Regions from separate parts of the Gossypium arboreum genome. Here region 2 is linked to region 1. The links are chromatin contacts, called in public Hi-C maps. All regions are on one chromosome and are shown on one strand. Each heading gives the region's core, a stretch centred on a gene start, on an enhancer-like site or on the middle of the called end of the contact. The rest is flanking DNA. Distances are from core to core; before and after follow the strand shown.

Region 1 (3,679 bases), core at 330-2,829:
AATAGCAAAAGAAATTAAGAAATTGAACACATATTTAACGTGAAAAAACCCCTCCAAAGAGGATAAAAAATCACGGGTAAATATAATTTTACTATAATGTAAAAGAATGAAAATTACAAAAGATGAAGATAAAAGCTAAATCCCGAAACTCGAAAATAAAAAACCCTTAAAACGTAAATCCAAAATTCTCTAAAACTGTTATGAGTTCTAATCTTTAATGTGTGTGTTTTCTAATGTTGTAAAAGAGTCTATTTATAGGCTAAATTCGTAGGTTAAATAAATTGCTAATAAATGCTAAATATATTATACTAATAAATACTAAATCTTCTAGAAAAATATATTTTTGTTTAATTTGACTTGGAAGCAATCTCTTAGTTTATTTAATAAGAATTTGGATAACACAACTCTAATAAAAATAAATAAGGTTAATTTTGTTTATAATATTTTTTAAATAAAAATTAGATTCTAAAGAAAATAAATTTTTATATATCAAACTTTAAAATTTAAAAGTTATCACTTTTATCGAATCATAATCTTAAGAAAAATTGGTACCCAAATGAAATTAGGCGCTTTCGGGTCGAGCTCAATTAAAAATTCATGCCCATTTACTAGGCCCGAGCCTGGCCCAACCCGAAAAATGGGCCTAAAATTTTACCTAAGCTCGACCAGATAAAAATGCTAAAACCCGAGCCCAGACCAGACCACTTTGTATTAAATTTTTATATTATTTTATATAATTTTAAATATATATAATACATCAAAAATACTAAAAATATCAAAATAAATATTTCTCAATAAATTGAAAATAAGTTTAAAAAATATGTAAACTTAAATAACACTAAGATACATGTAACTTAACAAACAAATACCTCTAAAATAATAATGTAATTAAAAATAAAATAAATTTTATACAATATCTAAACAATAACAACATAATAATAAAATGGTAGCAAAATAGAGAGAAAATAACAAGAAAATAACATTCAAAAACAAAAAAAAAGAGTAAATTTTTTTGTCCTTTAGTGAATAATGCCTTATCCGAGGCTCGATCTATTTTTTAAACGAACTTTATTTTTTTGTCCAAGCCTATAATTTTGTTATGGACGAGCCTTCGAGTCGGACAAAGTGGCTTGACCCATGATGAGATCTGCCCCGGTCCCATCCCATGTATGATGTTATACAACTGCGGCGTGCCATTGTCCGCAGGGTTGTGTAACTTACAATGAAACTTCGGCCGTACAATTCTTTCTATCCACATTGTTAGAAACCACTAATCTAAAATTTCTAAAATCCAAATGGAGTCCAATTGAAGGCACCGCCATTGCTTCAGGCCTCAAACGCATGAAGTATCTTCAACCACAAATCCAACTCAACTCTTACATGGTCCCCCATAACGTTAATAGTTGGATCAATTTCACTGCGAGTCATTCAGTCATATGTCTTTCGCTAGCTATTTTGTTTCGAAAGAGGTTTTATATAATTTTCATATCTTGAACACCCCCAAAAGTTAACAAAAACCAATGGATTTGGCAACTAGATGAGCTGACTTTTATTAGTACCTTGTTGTAAGTTATAATTGACAATGAAATAAACTTTCATTTCACCGAGAAATGAGAAAAACCCCTGAACTTACTAGCAACGTTGACTGCCAATTGGCCAATAATAGCCAATCATAGGGACACGCTTTTATTTATTTATTATTTTTAAGTGTTCTTACGGGTCAATTTAGTGGTTGAGGTTGCAGTAAAAGGTTGCTGTCTTCATAAAAACATTTCCCATTTTTATCTCCCGTTTAGATCTTTCTTTCTCTTATTTGTAGCAAATTTCAATTTCGGTTACAGTATATCCGCATCCCATTATTCCACATTTAAGTACAAACGTGTCTTCCATTTGGTCAAGTCATTTTCTAAAAGGCTTCAACTTTGATCAATTGTTAAAGAAGAGAGAGAGGGGGGGGGGGGGGATGCTATTTTGATCGGGGTCTTTTATATTCCGATTCTTTTAGGAGTATCTGGAATTGGGTTTTGCAGATTTTGAGTCATCCTGATAATTTTGAAGCTGGGTATTTGTTAGTGGGAATCTGACCGCAATGGAGACTCTAGAGATTGTAGATGTTTATTTGATGGGGATTTGACTTTGAAAGATAGGACTCTTTATTTCTTTTCAGAAGAATTTATAATTTTTTGTTTGTTTGGTTCCATCTTGAAAAGCACGAGACAATTTATTAATCCATAAAACAGTCACATCCTGATTTTTTTTTTCTTTTTTAAAGTAATTGCAGGCCAGGTTCTTCTTCTGATGTCAAAATTAAAAAGGTGGCAATCCATTTAAGGAAGTGAAACATTGACTGTTAGAACTTCTCTTAGATGTATTTTGGAAGGCTTCATTGTTATTGGTTTGGTTTATTTCACAAGTTTTGGGTGGTTTGAGGATTATGATTTAGGGGAGGTTTTGTGGTGCACCGTTTTTTAGGCATTTAGAACAGACAGAGAAGCTCATCAATGAGATTTCTAAGCTTTGTGGGGAACTCCTTTGGATGTTCTGCATCTGGGGAACGCCTAGTTTCCGCAGCAAGAGATGGAGATCTTCAAGAAGCCAAGGCTTTATTGGAATACAATCCAAGACTTGCAAGGTATTCAACTTTTGGAGCTCGCAATTCGCCTCTCCATTACTCTGCTGCTCAGGGTCACCATGAGGTATTCAATACCTTAAATTTCTGCCTGGAAACGTTTCTTCCAAATTAACCGTAACGCTGATTTTTTTTCTCTTCATTTTTATATCAGATAGTTTCGCTCTTGCTTGAGTCTGGAGTAGATATTAACCTCAGGAACTATCGGGGTCAGGTAATTCAATTTTGTATTGTCTGTTTTTTTTTTCTCTCATCCATTATTTGAGTCCATTTCTAAATTTGCCAACCAGTTATTATTCATGTGGCTTTCGGGTTTCTCCGACATAATTTAGTTTAGGTTTCCTGGGTTACTATTGTTTGTTTTGAGTTTTGCTAAATAACTGTGATCAACAGACTGCTCTGATGCAAGCTTGTCAATATGGCCACTGGGAGGTTGTTCAAATTTTGATTCTTTTTGGGGCCAATGTAAGATTGTTCCTTGAAAGTTTAGTTTCCTCTATTGCTATAGATCTGTATGGTTTTCAAACTTGATTGGAATTTGATTATGACAAGTGAAGTTTGTGCTGAAATGGTTCTTAGATTCACAGAGCAGATTATCTGAATGGGGGTACTGCACTCCACTTGGCTGCCTTGAATGGTCATTCCCGGTGCATAAGGCTCCTTCTTGCAGATTATATTCCTAGCATTCCTGATTGTTGGAATATATTAAAAAACAAATCAAAAGATAAAGAATCTACTTCGGATTTTGATGAGAGGTAAATTTATATTAATCCTCGTTATTGCTTCTTATGTCTACTTTCTGTTTTCATTCATTCATTCTCAGTTTCATCTTGACCTTCCAGTGCTCTTCGCGAGGTTATCAATAAACCTGCTGATGGCGGTGTCACTGCCCTTCATATGGCAGCCTTGAATGGGCATGTTGAAAGTGTTCAGCTGCTCCTGGATTTGGGAGCTTCTGTTGCTGAGGTCACTGTAGAAGATGGAACGACGATCGACCTAATAGGTAATTCAGAATTCAAACATACATTTTGTCCAGTCTCGCTTGATTCA
Region 2 (3,679 bases), core at 735-3,234, 220 kb before region 1:
ACAAGTCTTCTTCTTGCTCGACGGTTTCTTCGCTGGAGTTCTTATCGGCACTTGCAATAAAGAATTCTCATCCATTACATAAGCGAAGGAACCCATAGAGAAACACCTTCTATCATCCACGTTATTGTTACTGCTACCTTCACCGCCATCAACGTTCCTAAACTTTCCCAGCCTAACAGGCACAACTTTTTCCCCAGACTGCACTACTGTTGGCTTGACTTCATCTTTTTCCAGGATTTCACATGATTTACGCTGGGATGACCCCAATTCAGTGTCTCCAGAAAGGCCTAGGTGGGAACTTGATCTCACAAGTGAACTGCTTCTGCCCACAACTCCTTCTCTATCGGTTACAATCTCTCTTGAGCTCTCACTCCCAGATTCAAGAACAAGAACAATGGGGGAGCAGCTATCATTTGGAGAGAAATCAGGGAGTAAGCTAGCTCTACAGAGAGGGCATGTGGAATGAGACAAAAGCCAAGTGTCAATACACTCCATGTGGAAGGCATGGCTGCATTTTGGTAGCAATCTAAGCTTGTCTTCAGGCTCGAATTCACACAAGCAAACAGCACAATCAAATGGGTTTTTTACTCCTATGATGGCTTTGTAGTGGAATACAGGGAGAGTATCTATAAAAGATTGGTCGACACCAGCATCATGGAGATGGAATAGTTGTTGCAACTGCCCTTGAAGAGCAGTCACATTGTCTATATCTTCAGGCTCTCTATTGGGAGGTCTCATAAGAAATCTAACTAAAAGGTGAAGCAAACCAGAAACAAAGAAAATGATAGCTAGGATTATAATGATGAGTAATATACTTGGACTAACCTTGTTGTTCAAATTGAAGCTATCAGACTGCAAATTTTGTGGTGGAGGAAGTAACGGTATTGGTGATTGAGGGAGGTAATATGGCTGCTCTGATGGAGAAAGCAAGCTCCTTTTCTCTATTTCATGGAAAATCCACTCCATTGTTGTTTCTGGAGATAGATGGACACAACTTACAAAGACTGAAACTTTAGACTTGAATCATATGCTACCATGGATCCACCTGGGAGTACCAAAAATATCATCCCCACCGTAGTATCATGGGAGTTTGTGGGATTTGGGTAACATTGGCTCCAATTTACTTCATTATAAGCTAGAAGTCAAAAGAAAGAGCCGCTTCGCTACGAGAGAGAGAGAGAGAGAGAGAGAGGGAGAAGACTTGAATATGATATTAAAGGAAAGGGTAGATATAAATTTGTGTCACTGCCAGAAGGTGAATTTCAAAAAAGAGGAACCAATAATAAATCTACCCAACACAACGCTGCAGAAAAATAAATGAGATGAGATCTCATTGCGTAAATTCTGCAGAGTCAATCACTTCCTTGCTGGATAATGAAAATAAAAAAATTCACATTGCATCTGCTTAAATACTCTTAATAAGGCGACTTTTTATTCACGATTTCATCAATTACAAGGCTCTTCTTCAGGGTTGACTTAAATGGGAACCCTTTGATGCATCAAACCCCATGCTATGCATGCCCCTTTAATTCCTTAAAAGCTTTTCCAAAAATAAAAAGCAAATACTAACCAGTGTCCCCAAAATATTTTAAAGAGAAATTATAATAATCATTTTAAAAAGCATTGGTTAGCAAAATATGTTTAAGAACAAAACAATAATTAATTTGCGTATTTCCGTTTGGCTTAGGATGGTGGGTTTAGAAATTGGATTATCTTGTAGCATTATTTTAGTAGAGCGGAGGATTGTTTCTATCTTTCTGGTCCCATTCTTTGACAGTGCCTTCTATTCCACCGCTTCGAATCGGATAGTTTGGTACCTGATTTATTTATTCATTTATTTATTAATTGGGAGGGGCCAAATGCTACCTGATTCACAGCACCCCTCTCCTCTCTTCTGGTAAAGACAAAAAGCAAAAGACAAGACAAGTGAAGTTTCCAAAGTCTTACCGAAGAGAGAGGCATTTGGAAACAGGGGAAGGGCAAGCATATTATACTGATTTACTGGGAAAAAAGAAAAACAAGGTCATGTTGTGGACTTCCAAATTTTCCCTAACCTTTTCTCATGGATTCTGGTACTTGCTTTTAGGTGCAGTCCAAAAAGTGAAACACCGACACCCATTTTGGGAGAAAGAAAGTCTCCACTTTTGTTGCCTTTCACTGTTATGCAATCATCTTCTGCATTTCGTAGTACTTGAAAAGGGAAAATGTAGAGGAAAAGGAATACAAATAAACTAGTTAATAAGTATAGTAATTAATTTAACAATATTTACACCTCAATGTTCCATCTACTTTCCTTATCCACGTTTTACTTCACCCACTAAACAACTGCTCTCTCAGGCCTCACCTCACAAGAGCTATATTGGGCAGGGGACTGTCCCAACTCCTAAAATATCCGAAATTTGAAAGGGTTCATATAATTATTTTTAGAAAAAACTGATTTTTTTTTTTGAAATTCAAACCCTATTATTTATATAATATCCTATTTTCAAACTATAATCACTTTCTAAATATAGAGCTTGAGGTATGAACGTAACAAAATGTTATTACATTGTAACTTAACTTTTTTTTTTTCAAGTTATTGTTTGAATTTGACAATCATTTTCTTATTGGAATATTAATTTTTTTTATCTAAGTTAATCTCTAAACTTGACAATGATTCTCACATTAAAACTTAAACTTTATTAAGATTCTTCGTAAATATTTTCAAAGAAAGTTGGACAAAATAAAAATTAGACTCTAACATCAAAACAATTTACTAGTTTAGAATTAGATAATGATGTATCAAAAAAAGTTTTGCCCCAAAAATTGGACTAACCCCAATTAGTGATTGATTATACTAACTCAAAGACAAAGCTAAAAATTTATTTTTGGGGTAAAGACTAAATTATATTTTTAAGGGAGTTAAACTATAATTTTATTATTTTATTAACATATTATTTAAGAATTTTCAATAGGATTAGACTGAAAATTTACCAATATTAACATATAATTTCAAAATTTTGAAGGGATTAAAAAAACAATTTTACCATTTTAGGAAGCCAACGCCTTTTGTCTTCGCCTTGTACCTGACTGAATATCAGACACTATAAAGTTTCCAGTTTTCAAATTTTTACAATTAATAATGCCGACACCGATCACTCAAGGCATCAAAATCTGTTCAATTTGGTTTCGATTAAAACAAGTACTTGGTGATGGAAGATGGAAGCAGCCAAAGAAATATGGTTGGTTGAAAAGTGAGCTCGCTCTCTTGGTCATAAAAACACGAATATTTGTCACTTTTTTGCTTGAAGCATATATAATAATATGCCATCAAACATGTTGAGCATCCCATCCTCGACTAAGCAGCTTCATGAATTTCAAAATCAGACAAAGAGTGACAGCAACATTGAGAAAGATGAAAAATAAGGAAACCATTAAACCCCCCAAGTTTCCAAGGTTAATATTTTAATCAATGGTCCCAGAGCGATTAATTGTCACGTACTTTTTTTTGCAATTAAAGAAGTCGGTATAAACTAATTAAATTCAACTTAGATTTATTTATCGTGCACATTGTCAACAACTAAATGCTGTTTCTTCTATATGGTCAATATTAAGATTTATTCAATGCCTAACTTCTTCTGAGTTGGTGATAATTTGTTGAGATAATATGGCTAATTTTCGTAAGTAGGTGACTAACTTG

What was found. Hi-C and Micro-C count contacts between places; a contact is called where the count stands out from the background.
Region 2: a contact with region 1 is called in a Hi-C map of leaf, with 4 times the contacts expected there. The contact joins the promoter of LOC108470269 here to the promoter of LOC108469689 in region 1. A contact is called at or near these places in 2 of 5 Hi-C or Micro-C datasets (both in leaf).

The regions. Positions count from the first base shown.
Region 1 is chr8:101,006,021-101,009,699 of ASM2569848v2, reverse strand. LOC108469689 (E3 ubiquitin-protein ligase XBAT32) reads left to right here and starts at 1,579. Exons shown (of 10, transcript XM_053031831.1): 1 at 1,579-2,696; 2 at 2,784-2,843; 3 at 3,023-3,094; 4 at 3,209-3,384; 5 at 3,472-3,632. The coding sequence starts at 2,502.
Region 2 is chr8:101,222,439-101,226,117 of ASM2569848v2, reverse strand. LOC108470269 (RING-H2 finger protein ATL13) reads right to left here and starts at 1,984. Exons shown (of 1, transcript XM_017771566.2): 1 at 1-1,984. The coding sequence starts at 966.